Regions from separate parts of the Gasterosteus aculeatus genome. Here region 1 is linked to region 2. Evidence: chromatin contacts called from public Hi-C data. All regions are on one chromosome and are shown on one strand. The core of a region is the stretch at or near the end of the contact, and the rest is flanking DNA. Distances in the headings are between cores, read along the strand shown. Region 1 has its middle 28 kb from the start of LOC144387575. Region 2 holds the start of skia (v-ski avian sarcoma viral oncogene homolog a).

Evidence for each region. Hi-C and Micro-C count contacts between places; a contact is called where the count stands out from the background.
Region 1: a contact with region 2 is called in a Hi-C map of liver, with 3 times the contacts expected there. The contact joins the enhancer-like site here to the promoter of skia in region 2. A contact is called at or near these places in 4 of 6 Hi-C or Micro-C datasets (liver, skeletal muscle and whole body).

Annotation. Positions count from the first base shown.
Region 1 is chr2:24,734,026-24,740,355 of fGasAcu3.hap1.1, forward strand. No RefSeq gene overlaps it. Among protein-coding and RNA genes, the nearest start is that of LOC144387575, 28 kb to the left of the region's middle. Within about 2 kb of position 3,491, at least 2 of the 9 cell types and tissues checked have open chromatin away from gene starts, as enhancers often do.
Region 2 is chr2:24,640,890-24,647,144 of fGasAcu3.hap1.1, forward strand. skia (v-ski avian sarcoma viral oncogene homolog a) reads left to right here and starts at 3,394. Exons shown (of 7, transcript XM_040192727.2): 1 at 3,394-5,203. The coding sequence starts at 4,283.

The DNA of each region.
Region 1 (6,330 bases), core at 2,241-4,740, 93 kb after region 2:
CCCACCATAGTAGAGGTGTGGAGGGTGTTCTGCATGGCCGTGGGCGCCACCGTTTCACCCTCAGACTAATGGCCCTTGCAGAAAGGGCAAACGAGAAACTACACTGCAATGTTTGGTCTCTTCCAACCCCTCCTCCTGGTCTGCCCAGCACCCTTGGGTGGAGTATGCCCATAACTCACTCCCCACCTCCGCCACAGGTATGTCGCCTTCACTGTTATCAAGCTCCCCTGGTTCCATCCCAGCAGAGAGACCGATCTGTGCCTTCAGGCCAGTCTCTCATTCAGCGCTGCTATCGGACCTGCATTTGCTGCTGAAGACACTCCCCCGCTCACATTAACTCTCGTCCACTGCGCTGAGCCACAGCGGGCTCTGTGAGTGGTGGAGGAGGATATGAATGACGTCAGCATTAAACAGTCATTAGTGTGCTCATCAGAGGAGCGGAGGCCCTTTAGACATGTGGGCCACCCATAAAAAAGTATGCCCACAGACACGGGACGTCTGATACCACAGGACAGCTTGTTGTAGGCATTACTGTGGGTGGTGAAGTGAAAAGGTTTGATCTGGCAATAAACACTATAATATACTATACAAGTTTTGCATATTACAAATGTCTCATCTGAACAAAATTGACATGGCTCCTGGAACAATTCTCAAAACGCCAGCAGGCAAAGCAGCTGACCTGCATTATAGCTCCACAACCCACATAACAGCGCTCATACATAATTCCATACAACGATTAAGCAGCAACATCCTCTCCAGAATCCACTCACAGCATGAGGTTTTCCTACACTGATATCTGAATCCTCTTCCCCCATAAGCAGTTACCATGAATTATCTTCACTAGGTAGGAAAGTCCTCTAACGGCAAGGGAATTTGTCAACCGTTTTTGTCGTTAATGGTTAACATGTACAAAGCCGCACAACGGCTCCAAAACTAACTGGAACAAATACTATTAACTAATGACACTTTACTTAACAAAATATACACAAAGCACAACCAATTACCTATTGGTTTCTTTTTAGCCCCTGCCAAATATACTCAATATCCTTTTACTCCCAATCACGTGCCTAACTCGCCCTACAAACATGTTAACAATAACATGCAAAATAAACTAAGAATGAGGAAGCCCTCCGCTTAGAGAGCCACAACCTATAGACCAGCCCACCTGTACTGGCATTGAGAGGACCCCGGAGTAGGACCCACTCCAGTTGGTTTACAAAGGAAAAGAAAAAAAACGAAACTAAAACACTAACTTGACTGCGGAGAAAAACAAACAAACAATTCATAATCAAAATACTAAATAAAACAAGGCAACCATAAATATAAAATATATTTGCAAAGGGGAAAAAACAGCAGTGGTTAGAGCTCAGCTACAGCACTAGAAGACAACATCACTTCCCCATAACTGTTACAAAAAGGCACATGTCATACACAATATGTAAAATAACTCTGAACATCAAAGCGCCGCTAAGGAGCAGATTTAAACAAAACACAGACATACCTGGGAATTGCACATTATACAGCCACACATGGGGAGAGCTGCACAGATGGGATGGGAGCTCTGTAACTCCCCCTTTAGCGCTCAGTCCTGCACCTTGACTAGATGTAGTCGTGAGACCAGTGTGGAGCTGGGAAAACCAGGGGCAAAGCCTCCATTTAAGGGGAACCAGGACTCGATCTGGCCTTACCTGTTGGGAATCACTAATTATGGTGGTGTGGCCAAACAGGTAGAGGGAGGGGGAGCTCCACCCATCACATCAAGCACTTTGAATTGCCTTGTTGTTGAAATGTGCAATGCCTTGTCTATGGTGAAGTATAAAAAAAAAAGGCCAAACTTTTGCAACCCTAAGGGACAAAATAGCTGTAGCAACTAGTATATTGTCTATAGTCTACATTTCCGTTTGTTGTGGCAGAGAGCTGGTTTGCAGCTATAGGAATGCTTGATTGCGGCTGCACTGTAACACACCTAACGGCCTAGTGTCCATAATCCTTATGGTTTTAAACTTGTTGAGGAGAGAGGTGCTGTGACTCTGTTTCATCCTCTTTTTCAAGCAATATTAAGCAATATTTATACACCATTTCCTTCCTCCAAGATTCAGCTAGAGCAACCATTTGAATTTTTAAATGTTTTTGTTTTTGATAAGTATATAACTCTTTACTGAGTGAGCACAGAAATCTAAGACGAGATCCAGAATATGGTTAAGAAAATATTTTTATTTTGTCAGCATTTCCACCATTTTCACTCTTCATGCAACTACTCTAATGAGGTCCATGTTATTTTGACAACAAATTTCCTAAAGAACGCGGCCCGCACCAGTCTTTGAAACTCCTGCAGAGTCTCGGCTCTCACGATATCCGTCTAGGGGCACTTGTGCTTCCATGAAGAATCACTGTTTCCTCTCCAAGTCCTTTGATTAGCATGTAGACGATGCCAGGTGCAGGGTCACCATGACAACCACACACACACTCAGGCATACACGCAAGCACTCACTCGGTCTCTACCTGCCTAATAGGCAGATGACACAGGATTTTTGAGGTATTCAGCCATCTCAGACGGCCATTTTGCAAACGCCCCCCCCTCTTGCATCCTCCCTTACTATACTTGTGGCTGTAAGGTTGTCCCAGTGGAACTGATTATCCTCATTCTAACTCATGATATATATATATATATATATATATATATATATATATATATATATATATATCATGAGTATATATCTATCTCTATATATATATATATATATATATCATATATATATATATATAGAGTATAGTAAGGGAGGATGCAAGAGAGGGGGCGTTTGTAAGACGGCTGAATCGCGACGTCTCCGGCCGGTATCAGCCACACTGTCAAAGTCAGAATATTTTTGGAAGAAAGTGGATCTTATGATCTTATGCACCACAGATAATTACATCAACCGGAACTGGGTGTGTGTAATGTCATCATGGGTGATTTAGGGAATGTGTGCCTGTGTCTGCTGCACGGGAGCTGATAAGTGTGTCGCCTCACAGGGACCTAACTGGTATTTAGGCAGAATATTCCCACAAGCCAATGTGTTATTAATTAGCCTGCTGTTTGCAGCCACAGCATCCCACCACCACCTCCATCCCTCCTTCCTGCCCCCCTCATGAGTTAGAATGGGGATAATCAGTTCCACTGGGACCACCTTACAGCCACAAGCCTCCCTCTCCCCCACAAAGACACACACACTCATCGCATCATTACCGTCTCCTTATTGTTCCCTTAAACCTGCTAACTGAAGGTGCAGTCCCCCCACCTCTCCTTATTAATGGCACCCCCCATCTGGACCATGACAACAACAACAAAGCTCAGCTGACTTCTCACATTTTTCCCGGTGGAACATCAAAAGCAGAGATGCATCGATTCTGGCTGCGACACAGATTGTGTCAAGACATGTGTAGGGTCACCAGGGTGCAGACTGAACCAGCTCAAAATGAATAGCTTGATGTGGTCTCTGGAGATACAGAGCCCCGGGTGGAGAGGATGGAGCATTGCAGGGGCCGGACTCCCCTGCCTTTCTCATTAACCTTATCATCTAACACTGCACTGGGAGGACTGGGAGGGCGCTCTCTTTTTGTTCTGTACTGTACCTTTCATGTATCCAAACGAGTTCCATCCATCCATCCATTGTCAAACCGCTTATCCTGCACACAGGGTCGCGGGGGGGCTGGAGTCCATCCCAGCCAACTTTGGGCGATAGACAGGGTACACCCTGGATTGGTCGCCAGCCAATCGCAGGGCCACACAGAGACACACAGCCATTCACACTCACATTCACACATCTACGGGCAATTTAAAGTCCCCAATCAACCTGATCCCCAGAGCATGTCTTTGGACTGTGGGAGGAAGCCGGAGAACCCGGAGAGAACCCACGCAGACACAGGGAGAACATGCAGACTCCACACAGAAAGGCCACTGGGCGGAATCGAACCCAGGACCTTCTTGCTGTGAGGCGACAGTGCTAACCACCACGCCACCGTGCCGCCCCTCCAAACGAGTTTCAACTTTAAAATAAGAAAGTTATTGCTTCTTATACAAATCATTGGCGAAAAGCTCTAAACAAATACTGTTACAAAACACAGTATAGTGATGAAGCCTAATACATGACTTCATTTTGATTAGACATTTGCATTAAACCAAGTGTTTGACTCATCAAAGTGAACCGGATACAATCAACATTGAATGGAAGGTTTTTTTAAGTTGAAGTTGGGACTAGTAATGTAATGGTAAATGGACTGTACTTGTATAGCGCTTTTCTAGTCTTCTGACCACTCAAAGCGCTTTAACACTACATGACATCATTCACACCCTGATGACAGGAGAACCACACACAGTGACACCTGCCCATCAGTCACTAACATCCACACACTGTAGTCACAGCTACAGGAGCATGTTGGGTTAAGTGTCTTGCCTAAGGACACATCGACATGCGGGTTAGCAGAGCCTGGGATCGAACCCACAACCCTCTGATTGGAGGACGACCTGCCCCCCGCTCACCCACACATGCCCAGTCACATATAAATAAATAAATAAAGACAGCCAGACTAATTATGTCTTTGTGTTGACAGGCCTGGCCTTCAACATCTACACCCAAAGAACACTTGAATAACCATTAAATTCCCAGAGCATCTCGGTAACAGCCCCTAAAGTCTTGTAATGAAGGGTCTCTTTATCACCTGATCCATGTGAAACTACAGAGGGTTTTCCTATTAAGAACAGAAGTTTACGTTGAAAATGTGTACTCATAAAAGAAACTCAAATGAGCAAAACTGCTGCTACAGGGTGCGTAGTAACAAAATACAATTTCTCCACTCATGTGTGTAATTTAACATGAGTTCCACCTCATTACTGATTGAGTGCAAGGACACAATCCCCTCATTTTGTGGCTGAAAGCGTTGTCCTGCTGTGCAAAGAGCAGCACATAACACATAACAGGAAGCACAGATGGTTCGAGGAGCAGGTCTAGGTTCAGCGTTTCACTTAACATTCCCTTTCATTGACTGACCTTGAGTCCCCCAACATTAGCGACATGGAATGGTGCAATCCCTCGAGATTGAAAACAATCCAGAATGAAGCCTTTGAAAAGGGACCCCCTGTGAATTCTTGCGGCGACCACATGTCTAATGTCTATGTGCTTTTCATACAGGCACGGCGACGTTTCCAAATTTTCAAACCAGTGGCTCTTTAGGAGCATGACAGCCCCAGCAGGCCAGATGAAAGTAGTGATTTTATTCCTCCCTCCATAATTCTAGCCCTTTTTGTCCAGTATATGTCATTACAGGGAGCTGCATCTAGTTATTTGTGTCCTGTGGCCGGATACATGTGCACAGAAGGAACCAATTTGTGTGAGAGGCGTATCAGGACAAAGAAGGCAACTGATTTCAGATCGGGCAGCCTGCAAGCAGTAGTTCCGTTTTGCAATGAAACGCCTTTTGCCTCCTCTCCAAAAATGATATACCATGATTAAATAACTCTGAAAGTACTTTGTCTATCTGGACAGTGTTCAACCCATTGCCTGAAAAAAACCCTCCATAACAAAGTATCAAGCCCTGTAAAACATGGTGATACAAGGCTAAAACACATCAAAGTGAAAGCCCAGTGTGGATGGTACTCATGGAAAGTATTACTTTGATAGATTAAAGATAAATTACTCTACGAGAGATTTTTTTTTAATTACGTGCCCTCTAAGGTGTTCATCCAGTGGAGAAAACCTGACTGACTGGACCACTTTAAGGTGGGCTTCTGCTGAAACAAATGTTATCAAGTGGCCTCTAATGTGTCCTATCCAACCCTTCCCCCAGGTAGCCGAGGTCCGCCAATGATCTACACAGCAGATTGGTGAGCCACAGGGAGATGTCATTTGTAGGCTACGGTCACAGAGCTGCTCAAAAGAACGAAAAGAAAATATTTCATCCCCACAGACCTACAACTCTCAACACTTTAATGCAGCCTAACTTCTGTTAAAACTCTGACTCCTGAGGCCACCTAATGGGCAGTATTGGCTCTGCGTATATGGAGAGCTAGCGACACATTTGTACTTCATCTCTGTGTGACCGACCTCCATTTGCACATTGCCTTATGCATTTATTATTTACACGTTAGTTATTATGATGGTTTGGTTGTCACATCTCATTTGCTCGATTGTCGTTATAATACCCATTTGTTATTTATCAGTGCCTTTTTATTGACAGTTGTTTTTATAAAGGACCAAGTTTATAGGTGTCACAATGAATACTTAATAGTGGGTCTATTTTTACACCTTATCGGCGAGCTAATTGTCCGATGTAAAGTTGGTTGAGCTGCTGGGT
Region 2 (6,255 bases), core at 2,144-4,643:
CTGACCTAGCTAACATGTTAGCTAACCTATGTATTGGTTTGTTTGTGTTAGCTAACCTAAGGTTAGCCTAAGGCTAACCTAAGGTTAGTTACATTAAGAAAACCGGTTTGCCTGGTTCATTTGTGCATGAAATAAACGGCACTCTGCAGCAGCACTGGAGCTGTGCGGCGTTGCTATTGTGGGATATTAGAAATAAACTAACGACCAATGATAAATTAACTATTAATTAAAATGGATTTAGTGTACACCAGAATACAGCCATAATTCTGTAACCATGTAATCCATAAAGTATTGAGAATATTGTAAAAATCACTGTAATCAATAGAAGAATACCAATGTACAGCTACGTTTGCATTCAATGTAATCAACCAAAATGCATGTACGTAATACTTGATAGCACCACAACTGATATTGAGTGAGAGACATTCACAGCATTGAGTGTAATACCTCATTGCACCACTTTATCTATGGAAAACTCTTTCAAATACCCAGCCACCTTGAACGCACCTGAAGATGTCCTGTGATCAGAGGCGTGGACGCTGCCAACCGCACCAACTCTAACCCAATCACCACACCCAATCACCACACCCAATCACCACACCCAATCACCACACCCAGTCCTCCTGTTGGTCTAACAAAGTTACACCAACAGCATAGTTAGTGCACCTTTTCCATTGTCTATACATGTACTTGTGTCCCCTTGTTGGGGATTCGCTGGCAGACGGTAAACTACGTCTCCTGCAGACATGCGCAGTGGAAAACATATTTCTGTTTCTCGTCTCCTTCGTCTTCTTCTTTTACGGCGTTCTCTCTCTTTGCCGAACACGTATTGTGAACAGAAGCCAATGTGCCTTGATTTCTTTGGCAAACTGCGACTGTGAGTCAAGCCCTTCCTGCTCAGCAGATAATGTAATAAGAAACGGGAAGGACAGCAAATTACAAGTAGCCTACACAATCAGCATCATTGAAAACAAGGCCTGTCTAGCTCAGAGAAAACAAGCATTCAAAACTGGGGGCCCCTGTGCCATGTGACCACTCAGGATACATGGTACCCGGACCCCTCAGGACCGGGTACCATGTATCCCGAGTGGTCACCATGTGCTACTGTGAGACCACCAGGACTCCAATGATCCCAAAGGAACCTGAAGCTGTCAGCTGTCGTTGATGGAGGTGGGGGCGAGACCGTCTCCCTGTCACTTCCTGTAGTCCAGAATCAGCTGCTTATGGTCTCCTGCCAACAAGATACCAGGGCGCTGATGTCCTCCCTCCTCGCCTGCCTCAGCGCGCCTGAATCAGGCCGTGTTGTCAACACACTTGGGGAAGGTGTTTCATGTGTGTGGAGTCAAGGCGTCAAGGAGAGGCCTGAACACGCAGCCCAAGGGGCTCCGTCCAACGCATCAAAATCTGTAACCCTTCCAGTATCAAGGTCTGAAGGAATCCACTTGAAACGCCCTCCCCATCCAAATCTGCCAGGCTCCCACTGCGCCTCAAACAAGACCCCAGAACAAAGCCCCTTTCCTAACCCCTACATGACGCATTCTCCAGTTACATTTCTGTTTTTTAGTATACTTACATTACATTACAGGTCATGTAGCTGACGCTTTTATCCGAAGCGACGTACATTGCATTTTTAACCCAAGGCTTAGGAGGAGTTAGGTGTCTTGCTCAGAGACACTTTGACATGGGACATGTCCCCTCTACCCCTGCGCCACGGTGACCCCTTATATACGTCCTAAAGCGTCTTTGGCTACCCAGAAAAGTGCCCAAAAAACCTATTATTATAAGATACGACATTACCTGTACGAATGTAATCCCTCCGTAGACACATTGTGCATAACTGGTCATGTTATAACGTTGTGAGGAATGTTGAACAGAGCATTATGAGGAACAACATTCCATGTTCATTAAGCACACTCAGAACTCCCCGTCCTACACGCCTCACACGTGGCATCACGCAACATGAAAGCGTCGCGATGAATCATACCTGACGGCTCCCTTCTCTTCTCTGGCCATTGTCAGCGTACAGGCTCGCCTGGGAAAACTTTCCACCTCAGTTTTCTCATGGATCCCTTTCTAACAGGAGCCCCCAGAATGTTCTCGGGTTCTCTTCCGCTGATCGCCCCTCTGCCTGCTGGCCTCCCCCGGAGGATCTTACCTCCATCTCCCCCCGGCTGCAGTTTCAGCCATGTTAGGCTAGAGGATGCCAAAGGAACACAGAACTGCTTATTGAGTGAGGACTTCAGGCAGGACCTCCTGAGGAGTAAGAATAATATTAATTATTATTAATCACTCCAGGTTTTTTTTCCTGGGCCCTGAAACTAAATCACGTAGCCTTGATCAAAAACCCAACCATCAAAGACCATTTCTTGTTGATTGACATCTGATCCATGGTGAGCGGATCAGGAACGCAGAGTCTTCTTCTTCTGCCGCAAACTATAGACACACGTCTCCAGACTAAAAGACTGCTTACATTGTACTTATAACGGCTCTTATCTACAGCAAAGTGTAAATTGGCATATTTAAAGAAATCGCACTTTCTTGTTTCTTGTTCTTCTGAGTTTGAGTCCTTATGGTTGAAATGCACTTCTTTGGATAAAAGCGTCAGATAAATGACACGTGATGTGATGTAACTGTCTCTCCAGCCTCGAACCAAATGATTCACATAAACACGCTTTTCTTTTGCTACATTCAGGGTCCTGAGAAAAATAGTAAATCGGATCGTCAGCAGATTGCATTATGTTTGAGTTGATGAATGAACGGATTATGACAGCAATCATAAACTGCACGCTGATTACAAAGACAACAACCGGAGCTTTTAGCCAAATATTAGCCGGATGAGTACATTTCAGAAAGCAATCTTATTCGTAGGCTCACAGGCTACACCAGCGCTTCCCAAACACGAGAACGCCGCGGCCCACTTTGAAATCTGAAAATATTTCGCAGCCAATCAAACCTTTAATCACAACTCTGATCAAAACATAATGATTAAATAAGCTCCATATCTCACGCGCTTGAGCGCCGCTCAGCATCTCGCCGTCGTAGACGAGCTTTGGCGTGTTTGTCAGAGCGCCTTGAGCGGCGTGTACGACCAGTACGGATCAACCGAGTAACCAATTGATCCATGTGTATATAAGGCGCTCCGGATTATAAGGCGCTGTCGTTTTTTGAGGAAATTAAAGCCTTTTAAGTGCGCCTTGGAGTGCGGAAAATGCGGTATATTTACTTTAATACTACTAGAGGGCGCCGCGTTTGTTAATTTTTGTTTGTTTGTTAGTTTGTTTATTAATCTGTCCGTTTAAATTGTTTGTGCTTCATTAACTAATGTTTCACATAACTAATGTGCCGCATCATAAATATTTTTATATTAAGTTCAAACTTTAAAAAATTGAAAATGAAAAAACATTTATTTATTGTAAATGACCTCTCGCGGCCCACCTGCAGTACCTTCGCGGCCCACCAGGGGGCCGCGGCCCACACTTTGGGAATCTCTGGGCTACAACAATTAACTCACTCCATTCAGACCTCTTTGGGAATACTACAGAACCACACTAGGCTGTCGGGAGTAAACTAAATGACTTATAACTAAATAAATAGAGTATTCCGGGGTAAAAGAAAGTCCCCAACATGTCATGAAGTAAATAACAAACACGCGCGCTCACTAACGGAGTTGTTTCTGTGGGAAAGTAGGCGCGCGGCACGTTTTCCCACATCACGTGAACGCGGCATTCGTTGTCTTCTCTCCACAGGGCAGCGGCGGGGGGCGGCTAGTTCCTGGAAGAGCCGGCCTGCCTGCGGAGTCACTCGCATTCCTGGCTGGGATTCAATGACTGAGCCAGACACACACACGCAGGGGGAGGGAGGGAGATACATAGCGGGGGAGGGAGAGAGAGAGAGAGGGGGGAGGGAGGAGGGAGGCTGGCTCTCAGACGTCTCTCCCCGCAGTCACAGTGAACCGCGGGGGCAGACGCAGCGGATCGCAGCGGAAGGAGCCTGAAACGAGGGTCGTTTTGTCCGCAGCTCGACGGGCGGAACCTGCGCGGACTTTCCGAGGCGTTTCTTCGGGCATGGACAGTCGGCGGCCCGCGGCCGGCAGCGACGGGCCGGCGCTCAGCCTGTAGTCGCGGCCGGGACAGAAGTGCGAGCCCGTGGGACTTTTTACCGGATGTTTGATGAGGCGCCCCGCCGCTCGGCTCGCCTCTCGCACCCCGTGGATTCGCCGGGCTCGCGCGCGCACGCACACTCGCGACCGTCGGATTCGCGCTTCTGAAGTCGCGGGAGCAACATGGAGCCCGTCAGCGGCCAGAGCTTCCAGCCGCACCCGGGACTGCAGCGGACTCTGAAGCAGTTCCACCTCAGCTCCATGAGCTCGCTGGGCGGCCCGGCGGCCTTCTCCGCCCGCTGGCAGCACGAGCTGCTCTTCAAGAAGGAGGGCGAGGAGCCCGAGCCGGTCCCGCGGCGTCTGCCGCCGCCGCCGCCGGCCATGCCGGGCCCGCTCTTCATCCCGTCCGACCGCTCCACGGAGAGGTGCGAGACGGTGCTGGAGGGCGAGACCGTCTCGTGCTTCGTGGTCGGCGGGGAGAAGCGGCTGTGCCTGCCGCAGATCCTCAACACGGTGCTGCGGGACTTCTCGCTGCAGCAGATCAACTCGGTGTGCGACGACCTGCACATCTACTGCTCGCGCTGCACGGCGGACCAGCTGGACATCCTCAAAGTCATGGGCGTGCTGCCCTTCTCGGCGCCGTCCTGCGGCCTCATCACCAAGACCGACGCGGAGCGGCTGTGCAACGCCCTGGTCTACGGAGGCGCCTTCCCGCCGCGCTGCAAGAGGGAGCCGGGCGGCGGCTCGCTGGAGCTGGAGCTCACCGAGAGGAGCTTCAGGGTCTACCACGAGTGTTTCGGCAAGTGCCGGGGCTTGTTCGTGCCGGAGCTGTACAGCAGCCCCGGCGCAGCGTGCATCCAGTGCATGGACTGCAGACTCATGTACCCGACCCACAAGTTCGTGGTGCACAGCCACAAGGCTCAGGAGAACCGGACTTGCCACTGGGGCTTCGACTCGGCCAACTGGAGGGCGTACATCCTCCTGGGCCAGGATTACTCGCTCAAAGAGGAGGGGGAGGCGGCCCGCCTGCAGCAGCTCCTGGACGACATCAAGGAGAAGTTCGACTTCGCCAACAAGTACAAGAGGAGAGCGTCGTCGTCCCGGGTGAGTCGGTTATTCACGGGCTTGTTGCCACTGTCGCTTCTTCTCTGCAGCGCTGTCCCCTGCGTGTCTCCCCCCCCCTCCGTGGGACACGCTGGATTTGGGGCAGAGCTCCTCCAAAAGAGTGCTGGAGGGGTCAAATTAAGGCATTGGGGCTCTTGTGTGCAAAAGCACCTGTATGGTCAGTTTGGGGTCATCAGCAGACGCGCGGTTACTATTTGGCCTCAATGACGACAGAAGCCCTCCGGCGGCCATGAAGCCGCTTGTGATGAACCTCTGGGCTCCACTGCAAACATCACCTCATTTACCAGCAACCGCTGCGCAACTGTTCTATTCTACACACACACACACACACACACACACTTCTGCTTGATCCTTACATTCCGGTGCGTGGTCCCATGGGGGGCAAACGTTGGAATGATGTGATGCTTCCTGTGGTTTGTCATCAGACACGTGACACAGTGAAGCTCTGTGAGGGGGTCAGCGTCTGCGCTGGTGTGTGCGGACCAGTAGTTGGGTGGTAGACTGATGAAAGGACCCCCCCTCGGACCCCCACACCCTCCTCTAGAAAAAGGCCCGTGCAGCCATTTGCATGAGCTGTTACACATGAATGGAGCTGATGGAGCAGAGTTAGAAGTATTGTGGTGGAAACATAATATGATCACAACAAAGGAGGCTTTCAGCAGACATCCACCTTCCCCAGGCCAGCACCCACCCATCCCCCCCCCCTCGCCTACTCTGCTCCAGCCCCACTGAAACCAGAGCGGACCCCTGGGCGGCCCCCCAGCCCCCCACGGGAGTCTGCCAAAGAAAGAGGGGTGGCTGAAGGGTCCGAGTCGCGCCCTGCAGGGTGAACACCACCCGCCACACGCGTCCATTCACACTCAAGTGGGCACACCCCAAGCCCCCCCCCGTCCCCCCCGTCCCCCCCCAGGGGCCTCCTCTGCTGCTGTAAGAGCCGACGGGGCACCGAGCGTTAAGACTCGACCAGCTTTTTATTCTGACACCTGCAAACACCTTGTTTTAAGGGACGCTAATGAGGGAACACATGCTGG